2 separate regions of the Mus musculus genome follow, and region 1 is linked to region 2. A link is a contact called in public Hi-C data. All regions are on one chromosome and are shown on one strand. Each heading gives the region's core, a stretch centred on a gene start, on an enhancer-like site or on the middle of the called end of the contact. The rest is flanking DNA. Distances are from core to core; before and after follow the strand shown. Region 1 overlaps Mid1 (midline 1). Region 2 holds the start of Mid1 (midline 1).

Region 1 (4,166 bases), core at 943-3,442, 58 kb after region 2:
TTACAATTACGAGGTTTTGCCCTGAAAGTCTCAGAAAACAAACAAAAAATTCAGATTCACTTTATGATCAGGATTTTGAGCACAGTACCCAAGTCTTTTGCGTAGCCATTGGGCATGTGTTATTTTTAAACTGGGGGAAACACATTTTTGTTTATTTGCATCTCATAAGAAAGGAAAGTGTAAAGTACCAAGGATGAGAATCACATGCAGTAAACATTTGTTGAGCATCAGGTCCTATTTTATCTGTACCTTTATGGGTATAGTCAAGGCTTCATATGAACACTCCAATCATGGGTTTATTGACTGTATCATAATTACTCAGTGACTGTAGGTTGAGTTGTGTTTCTGGTCCCTAATATGGGATACTTTGAATAACCATTGCTTAATTCTAAAGGCTAGCAGTAATTTGATTTGCCCTTCACACTATACCAAGCTAAGTGGCAAAACTGACTTTTTAGAAGCAGTGAGTGGTAAGAGGAATTAGATGGCTTAAGAAACAAGACTATTTTTAAGGGTACAGGCAGATGTTGTTTATTCATGTCCTTGTTTGAGTTTTTGAATCATCAAAGAAAGAGAAGCTGGTATTTGACGTGATTCCATGGTTTTATACCCTAGATAAATTAAAAAAGAGATTAATAACAAGATAAACAGGGAGCTTAGACCAGTTCTAACTCAGTAGGTTCTGTCACTTTAGCTGTTTTCTTGTTTTTATTGGGTATTTTCTTAATTTACATTTCAAATGTTATCCCCTTTCCAGGTTTCCCTCTTGGAAACACCCTATCCCATCCCCTCCCCATGCTTCTATGAATGATGGTGCTCCCCAAACCACCCACCCACTTCTGCCACCCTGCTTGCATTCCCCTGCACGGGGGGGGGGGGGGGGCGGGGGGGGGGAAGGGGACATTGAGCCTTCACAGGAACAAGGGCCTCTCTTCCCATTGATGCTCAAAAATGCCATCCTCTGATACATATGCGGCTGGAGTCTCCATGTGCACTCTTTGTTTGGTGGTTTAATCCCTGGGAGCTCTGGGGGGAGGGGTCTGGTTGGTTGTTATTCTTGTTCTTACAGTGGGAAAACAGAAGACTCTCATTGCTGGTCACCTAGGGGAAGACAGTCCTGGAGTGAAAGACCTCAAAAAAGGAGGCTTCTGTGCACCACCCATGACCCTGGATGGGCTTTTTGTAACAGTCATGCAGAATGCAGAGAGCAGCAGTAGTATCATCTGCCACCACCCTTACATCTCTTTGCTTTTTGTTGGCAATATAAAGAAAACATTGGGTTTTACCCACATTGTTATTAGACCAACCACTCTGTGCCTTTACAAATGCTCTTTTCCTTATCTGCTTTGTCAAATTATATCTTTTTTAACTAATGAAAATAAACCCTTCTCATTCACCCAAGGATTCTTATGTAGCTGCTATGAGATAAGAATGGGTAAATTCTGGGAATGCAGAAATTAATAACATAGATATACCTCTGCTTCCAGGGTCTAGAACTAAAGATCACATGGCAAAAGAGTACATAAAAGAACTATGGAAAAAATTCCAAGAAGGTCAATCTGATAAATAGTTGTCAGTGTGAGTAATTCTTGAAGATTGCTGACTTCGGTGTTGATATATATATAAATTGCCTAATTCTAGAAGCTGAAGTGAAATTGTGTTTCTGTAGAAATACTCAAAAGAGGGCATTGACATTCCTTTCTTTGGAATTGCAGGTTAGGACCCAGTATGAGTGCTCTTAGCCATGCCAAAATCCAGACTAGATGCCTTTTTATTAAAGGTCTGCTATTCACTGGCTGAACACTCAGTCTCCTCACATGCTTTCCTTAGAGGCCTGGTATCCTTCCTGACGAGGGGAATAGGTCAGATAAATAGCCGGGCTCTGAAGCAGTTGCTGTAATTCCTACTTTAAGATGACTACCTCTAGGAAGAGAGACATGAGAGACGAACTCACGGAAGTGCTATTGTGTTAATATGGCCAGCTGTGTGTGTGTTATGGGGTGTGCTTTTTCTGTTATGGGATTTTTATAAACTTGTGCTTTAGAACAAATATCCTGACCCAGTAGAGAGTTCATATTTCCGTCTCCTTTAACATACAAAGCTTAGTTGCTTTCTGTTGGTGTCAATTTCCAAGCTAAGAGTGAAAGGGGCAGGCGTTCATTTCAGGCTGAGCATGGTCAGTTACTTCTGGAAGCTCCATGAGTCATAGGCAAGAAGAGGTTAAAGGGAAGTGTTCTTGTTCCAGAGTGTTCAAACCGACCTGTACAGGGCCTCAACAAACAAAGGTCTCACTGACTTGCTCATTGATCAGCTCCTTAAGTGAAGTAGTGGCTGTAGTTGTTTTCTTCTGAGGATTCATCAAGACCTCTAGAAAAAGGCTTAAAGGCCTGGGCAGGATGATAATAGAAAGAAGCTGAGCTGTCTCTCAGGAAACTGCTTTAAGTCTGTTTGTGATAAGCCTCAAGAATGTTTGTCGGTTTGACACCAAGAACACACAATTGCCCGGCATTTGCAGTAAGAAGAAGAATTTGTAATTCTTCAGACTGACAGCTTGAAAAGCACATTCAACTAGTATTTATTTGATCCTTGGAAGGAAAGTATATTATTTGGCTGTTAGTGATCATGGGAGTGTGAAATGAGGGAATATAGGTCCAAGTGCCTTGCTCAACATCTAGTATCTTAGTGTATTGGAACAGCTTAGCATATTGGAACAATTTTAATGTAAAGCACAAGGCCATGGCAAATTTACCGAGCATATTAATGAGGACTTAGGGCATAGCTAAGTGGCAGCACACCTATCTGGATTCAGTCTCAATTCCAGGCATGCACATAATACACACACACACACACACACACACACACACACACACACACACACACATACACACACACACACACACACACGGGCTCACAGGGTGGGAAGAATGACTATCTACAGCCAGAGAACTTGAAGCTTAAGGATACAGGCCTTGAAGTCTAATCTTTGCCTTGACTAATCACTAGCACTATTAAAGCAGAAAGAGCCATGACCCAAATTTGGCACATTATAAAACTTAGCAAAGAGGAAAGAAAGAGAGACAGAGTATTTTTGCTCCTCTTTTATCACCAATGGTCCATAAAAAGAGCAAAGAATCCCCTTTTCTGTGGTGAATATTAATGAAGACGGTCTATATTCTATAGTAATATAAAGAAATAAAAATACGGGTCCAAACATGTAACTCTCTATGGAATCATTTTATATGCATAGAGAAATATGGAATACTCAGCAGATCTTTCATACCTAAATATTATATCAATGAATGGATCTAATGAGCCCTAAATTCATTTTATCATTTGCGATATGATTATTTGCCTTCCCTATGAATGTGAATTTAGAGGCTGGGAGATATCTCACTTAATACAGAGTTTGCAATGCAAACATGAGTTTGACCCTACAACATATGTTTGCAGGAAAAAAAGCCAGGTTTGATGGCATACTCTAGTAACTCCAGTGCACAGATACACACAGGAAGCCATGGAGGAGATCTTGTTCCAATGCATATTATGGTTTGTCAGCTTTGAAGCAAAAGGAATTCTGATTTTAAACATATACCTTGATCTTCCCATTTTAGAGTTCTGTAGATTTAAGGACTAAAAAAACCTGATCCTCTCTAAGCCTACTTTTCTCATCTGTAAAGCATAGGAAATAATTGAAAATTCTACCCTCAAATGCTTGACCCAGGGAATTATTGAACAAAAGATACATACATACATCACCTTTCAGTTCTGATTGGTGTTTTCTGAATGCTTGTATCTTTCCTTGCTTACTGCAGATTTTAAGCTTTTTTTCTATAATTCTACAGACAAAAAAATTGATTATTAAAAAGCTGGACCATATATTTTATGAAAATAAAAGTGAGTAATTTCTATACAAATTCTTCTGCCTTTTCCTGTAGTAACTCTTGATTATTGTTAAAAGAGCAAAGCAAGGTTCACGATGGAACATTATAGTTTAGCACAATTCTCTTATCTTCACCATTCCCTCAGCTCTTTGTCACCCCTGCACAATGATCTATATTTGCCTAATATTTTATAAACATTCCTAAGCCCAAGTCTTCCCTTTCCAAATATTTTTCAATTTCTCAAGTCCAATGCATATATGTTACAGTTATTTTATATCTGATTGT
Region 2 (3,849 bases), core at 1,336-3,835:
CTGCCAATTGACCTATGGATATTAGGAGTGTGTGCCTCTGCAGTCATAAAAGACTGAAAAAATTCTCTATATCAGAAATCATATATATGCATTTTAGATTCTGTTTCTCTGAGTTCTGACTGACATAGTCATCAATGACCTCAGGATCTAGGGATGGCATTCAGTAAAAGCAAAACAACTTTTAAGTAATTTTCCTCTTACAAGTATGATATGAAATCATAGTAAAAATGTAGCCAAGTTACTTTTGGGGCGCAGAAGAAGATTGTACTTAAGTCAAGATGGGGCTTTAATTGCCAATGGACAGAAATGCTATGAGAATAGGTGTGGGAAAAACAAAAAAACCTTTTTAGGTGGTTGCAATATAGTGCACCTAAAGTTACAGAGCTCAGGAGACTGGGGCAACTTTGAGCCCAGATGTTTGAGACCAGATTACACAGCACAACAAATCCCTGTTTCAAGACACAGATCAAAAGAAATCAAACAAAATCCATCTTTAAATTCAAAAGATGAGTGTCTTAACAAAGTTTTTAAAGGAAAAGAATAAAGAATCAGCTACATTTAGTCAGTTAACACAGAAACTGTTAAGATATTTCTACCTCTTAAATGCATAGAATTATTAAGTTGTAAGCTATAATTAAACTTGAAGCCCAGGATTGCAGCATACATATGTAATTTTGCATTCAGGAGGCACACACACTAAACAAATGTTAAAAAAAATGAAGGGAAATAAGTTGAAGTATTTTAATGCTTAATTTCCAAGTGATGAAACATTAAGCTTAATTTATTTCAAATCCTGACGAGTGATTAGTTGGGTGTTTCTTACCTAAAAGTTTCTCCATACTTGGGCCTATTTTCTTTCTAGATCCAGATTGCTTCCTGTTTTCCCCCTATCTAAACATAGTCATCCAACATCAAGTGCATCCTGAGCTAAGATATATCTAGGGCAGTGGTAGATGCAGACTTTCCTCAAAGTGAATCAGAGCCCGTTGGCACTGGGATAAAGTATGGATTCCCAGCATCATTGGTATACCAACCCAATCAGTTTCTCTTAGACCAGGGGCATGAGCATTCTCACATGTTTAACTAGAATTGGTTTTAACAAACATTGGTTTTGATCCCTAGAAGACATCCAGTGATATCTTTATATTATATTAATCAGTTATGATCATCTAGTGGGCAAAGGTCCTGATGTTGCTAAATATTTGACAACACACTGAACAGCTAGGTCCATGGTGAGGAATTATTTGTCTGCAAATGCTAGTAATTTCAAAGTTTAGAAGCCTTCATCTACCCAACCTTGTTCAACCTAACCCATGACCCTAAGGATGCATGTGGCTAAGGATGACTGTGAATACTGTGCAACACAACATTATAAATGTATTTAAAACATTAGGACTCTCTCTCTCTCTCTCTCTCTCTCTCTCTCTCTCAGTGTGTGTGTTGTGTGTATCTGTGTGTTTTGTGTGTGTGTGTGTGTGTGTGTGTGATTTGTTTTAGTAAGGTATCACCATGTGAAAAGGCTAAACAAGCTTGGGTCTAGGCCATAGTGAATGACTCTGAAGAACAAATAAATGGATTGAGGGCAGCTGGTGTGATTAGGGGGACTCTAAAACTTCTCAGTGGGGAGCTGAGGCAGAGCTATGGACTCCCAGGTGCTGGTGCCCTGCTGCCAAAATCTCAGAGAACTCAGCCAAGCTCACACATATTGAACCACACCTCCAGCACTCCTGAAACCACTAAATCATTATTTTATCTGTTATTATTTACTAATACTGCAAAAACTTAATATATATATTGGATTATCCTCAAACTGTGAGCACTTGTTTGGGAATATATATATATTGTATATATATATTTTTTGTATATATATATAAATTAGTGAGCTTACCAGTTTAGCACTGATAAACTCAAACACTCAAAGAGGTACATACACTTATGTAAAAAGAAGTTTCATTAACTAAATTTCTGTATTCATTGTTCTAATTAGGAGATGTTTTATCTGAAATTGTGCTTTCAGTCACCATCGATGAAGATTCTTCCTCAAGTCCTGTATTTCAAAATGTTTGTGTGCTCAGTCCCATTAACATTTGCTTCTTTAGGTTGGATATAGAGTTTATGTGAAGACGAGGTGGGTAACTGTCTTGGTTGCTTATTTCAGTTAGAGTGATACTTACAGCAGTGTGGTTTTTCCCTTCACTGTTTTTACAAAACTAGGTATCTAGAACAAGATACACTTTAAAAAATATCTTTGGGTCCTGAGGGTTGAGGTTTTCTCGCTGAAATCATTCTTCACCTTTAAAATGCTTTAATGCTTTTAAGGGGCTCTTAAAGTGCAAGGGTTTAAGGCCCGGAGCTAGTTAAGCTTTGAGCAGATGCAGTCTGTTAGACAAGAATAGAACTCATCCTTTACTTTGGGGAGCTCTGACACAACATCCAGCTGCTTCCAGTCATTTGACTCCTGAAAGCTGCCCTAATCCTGGTAAAGGCAGCCTCTCCTGCACCCAGGTCCACCCACTGCTCCTGATTGGCGAGGCTCTCCGCGACCGGAGCCCGCCGCCTACGACGTCCCTGTGAACTGATTTGAAATAAGAGCCAGGCGGTCCTCGCTAGCCTGCGCCCGACTTTTCATAGGCTGGAAAAGGAAAGGTTGAGAAACTTGACATTGTCTTGGGTAGAGAGCGTCTAGAAGCAGATCAAAGAATAAAAAGGGAGGGGGACGAAAAACGTGCTCTTTGCTGCCTGTGGATTCGACCGAGTTGCTTTTGTCTTGTGGGCTTTTCTGCCGGCTTTGGTGTCTGCGCTTGGAAGCCTGCGGGTGCGCTTCCGAGCAGCTTGCTCCCTGCCGGATGGGTCATGGAATTCTAAACATGAGGCAGGTAAGCTTGGGGGTTGTGATTGTAGCTGTGCTGGCGCCAGCCACAGAAGGAGGGCTTTAGCTTGGGGCCCCTGCGACCTGTTACTCCCAGAGCGGGCGGAGTGATCAAACGCAGCGTTCCAGCAGATCCATTAGGTGGAAGGAGGGGACTGCCTTCTCTTCCTAAGGCTACCTTAGAAAGCACATCACCTGCCGGCACCCCACTGCCTCGTCCTTACTACCTACCCGCGCCAGCTTTTGCTTCTAAGAGTGGTTGCTGATGTCAGGCAGTCTTTGTAAAAGGTTCAGAGCGGTTTGTGGAATATGCAAATCAATTCCAGTTTGCGGGCCTCTGGAATGTATTGTGCTGGATTCATCTCAAGCTTTTAGCCTCTACCCTATTATGCTTCAGGTTAGAATAAAGACAACTGCACAGTCTGACAAAGAAGCACGCTGGGACTCTTATCTTATTTTGCTTTCACGTTTTGAGCACTTTACTGTGTGTCCGAGGCTGAGAAGGCGAAAGCAGTCTGGATGGAACAAGCTGCACTTCCAGCGGAGGCAGGCGCGGGGAGGGGGGAGGGGGGTGTTACAGACTTTTTTAAAAACCGTTCTAGCACTTTAGGAGTTGTATTTTGTGTTGCTGCTGGACGTAAGAACACAGTCCCGGAAGTACTGAAGGGAGACCGGTCTTGAGTGTGTCTCTGTGAAGAATTCCAAGCCAGCAGCTTCTTCCGTCGCTCTAGGGCATAGGGATACAATTCCTTATCAACTTAGGTAGAAGTTTATGAGGTTTATAGCTTTGCCGTTGAGGAAAAAGAGAAAAGGAAAGACTGGATTACAAAGCCTAGAAGAGGGTGTAATTTACAACTCTATCACAGTTGGAAAAAAAAATCTTACGTCAATGTTTTATTGCCGAGATCGATACTCACAAGGGAAAGACAAAAGTAAAAGCCTTTCAGTGACTGGGAAGGACAGAGACTCCCGGGGAGGAA

Evidence for each region. A called contact is a pair of places that touch in the nucleus more often than the background predicts.
Region 1: a Hi-C map of pancreatic cancer cells shows a contact between it and region 2, with 1.7 times the contacts expected there. The contact joins the enhancer-like site here to the promoter of Mid1 in region 2. A contact is called at or near these places in 1 of 15 datasets of contacts at CTCF or cohesin (the NIH/3T3 cell line), 23 of 484 Hi-C or Micro-C datasets (the AML12 cell line, the HL-1 cell line, brain and 12 more), 6 of 115 datasets of contacts at active chromatin or transcription factors (embryonic brain, embryonic fibroblasts, embryonic stem cells and 1 more) and 4 of 9 other capture datasets (adipose tissue, liver, macrophages and 1 more).

The regions. Positions count from the first base shown.
Region 1 is chrX:169,935,104-169,939,269 of GRCm38.p6, forward strand. All of the region lies in intron 2 of Mid1 (midline 1), which reads left to right. Among named protein-coding and RNA genes, the nearest start is that of G530011O06Rik, 42 kb to the right of the region's middle. Within about 2 kb of position 2,193, at least 18 of the 459 cell types and tissues checked have an H3K27ac peak or open chromatin away from gene starts, as enhancers often do. A contact at or near this core is called in the NIH/3T3 cell line, pancreatic cancer cells and uterus, where this site is marked.
Region 2 is chrX:169,877,034-169,880,882 of GRCm38.p6, forward strand. Mid1 (midline 1) reads left to right here and starts at 2,586. Exons shown (of 10, transcript NM_001290505.1): 1 at 2,586-2,876.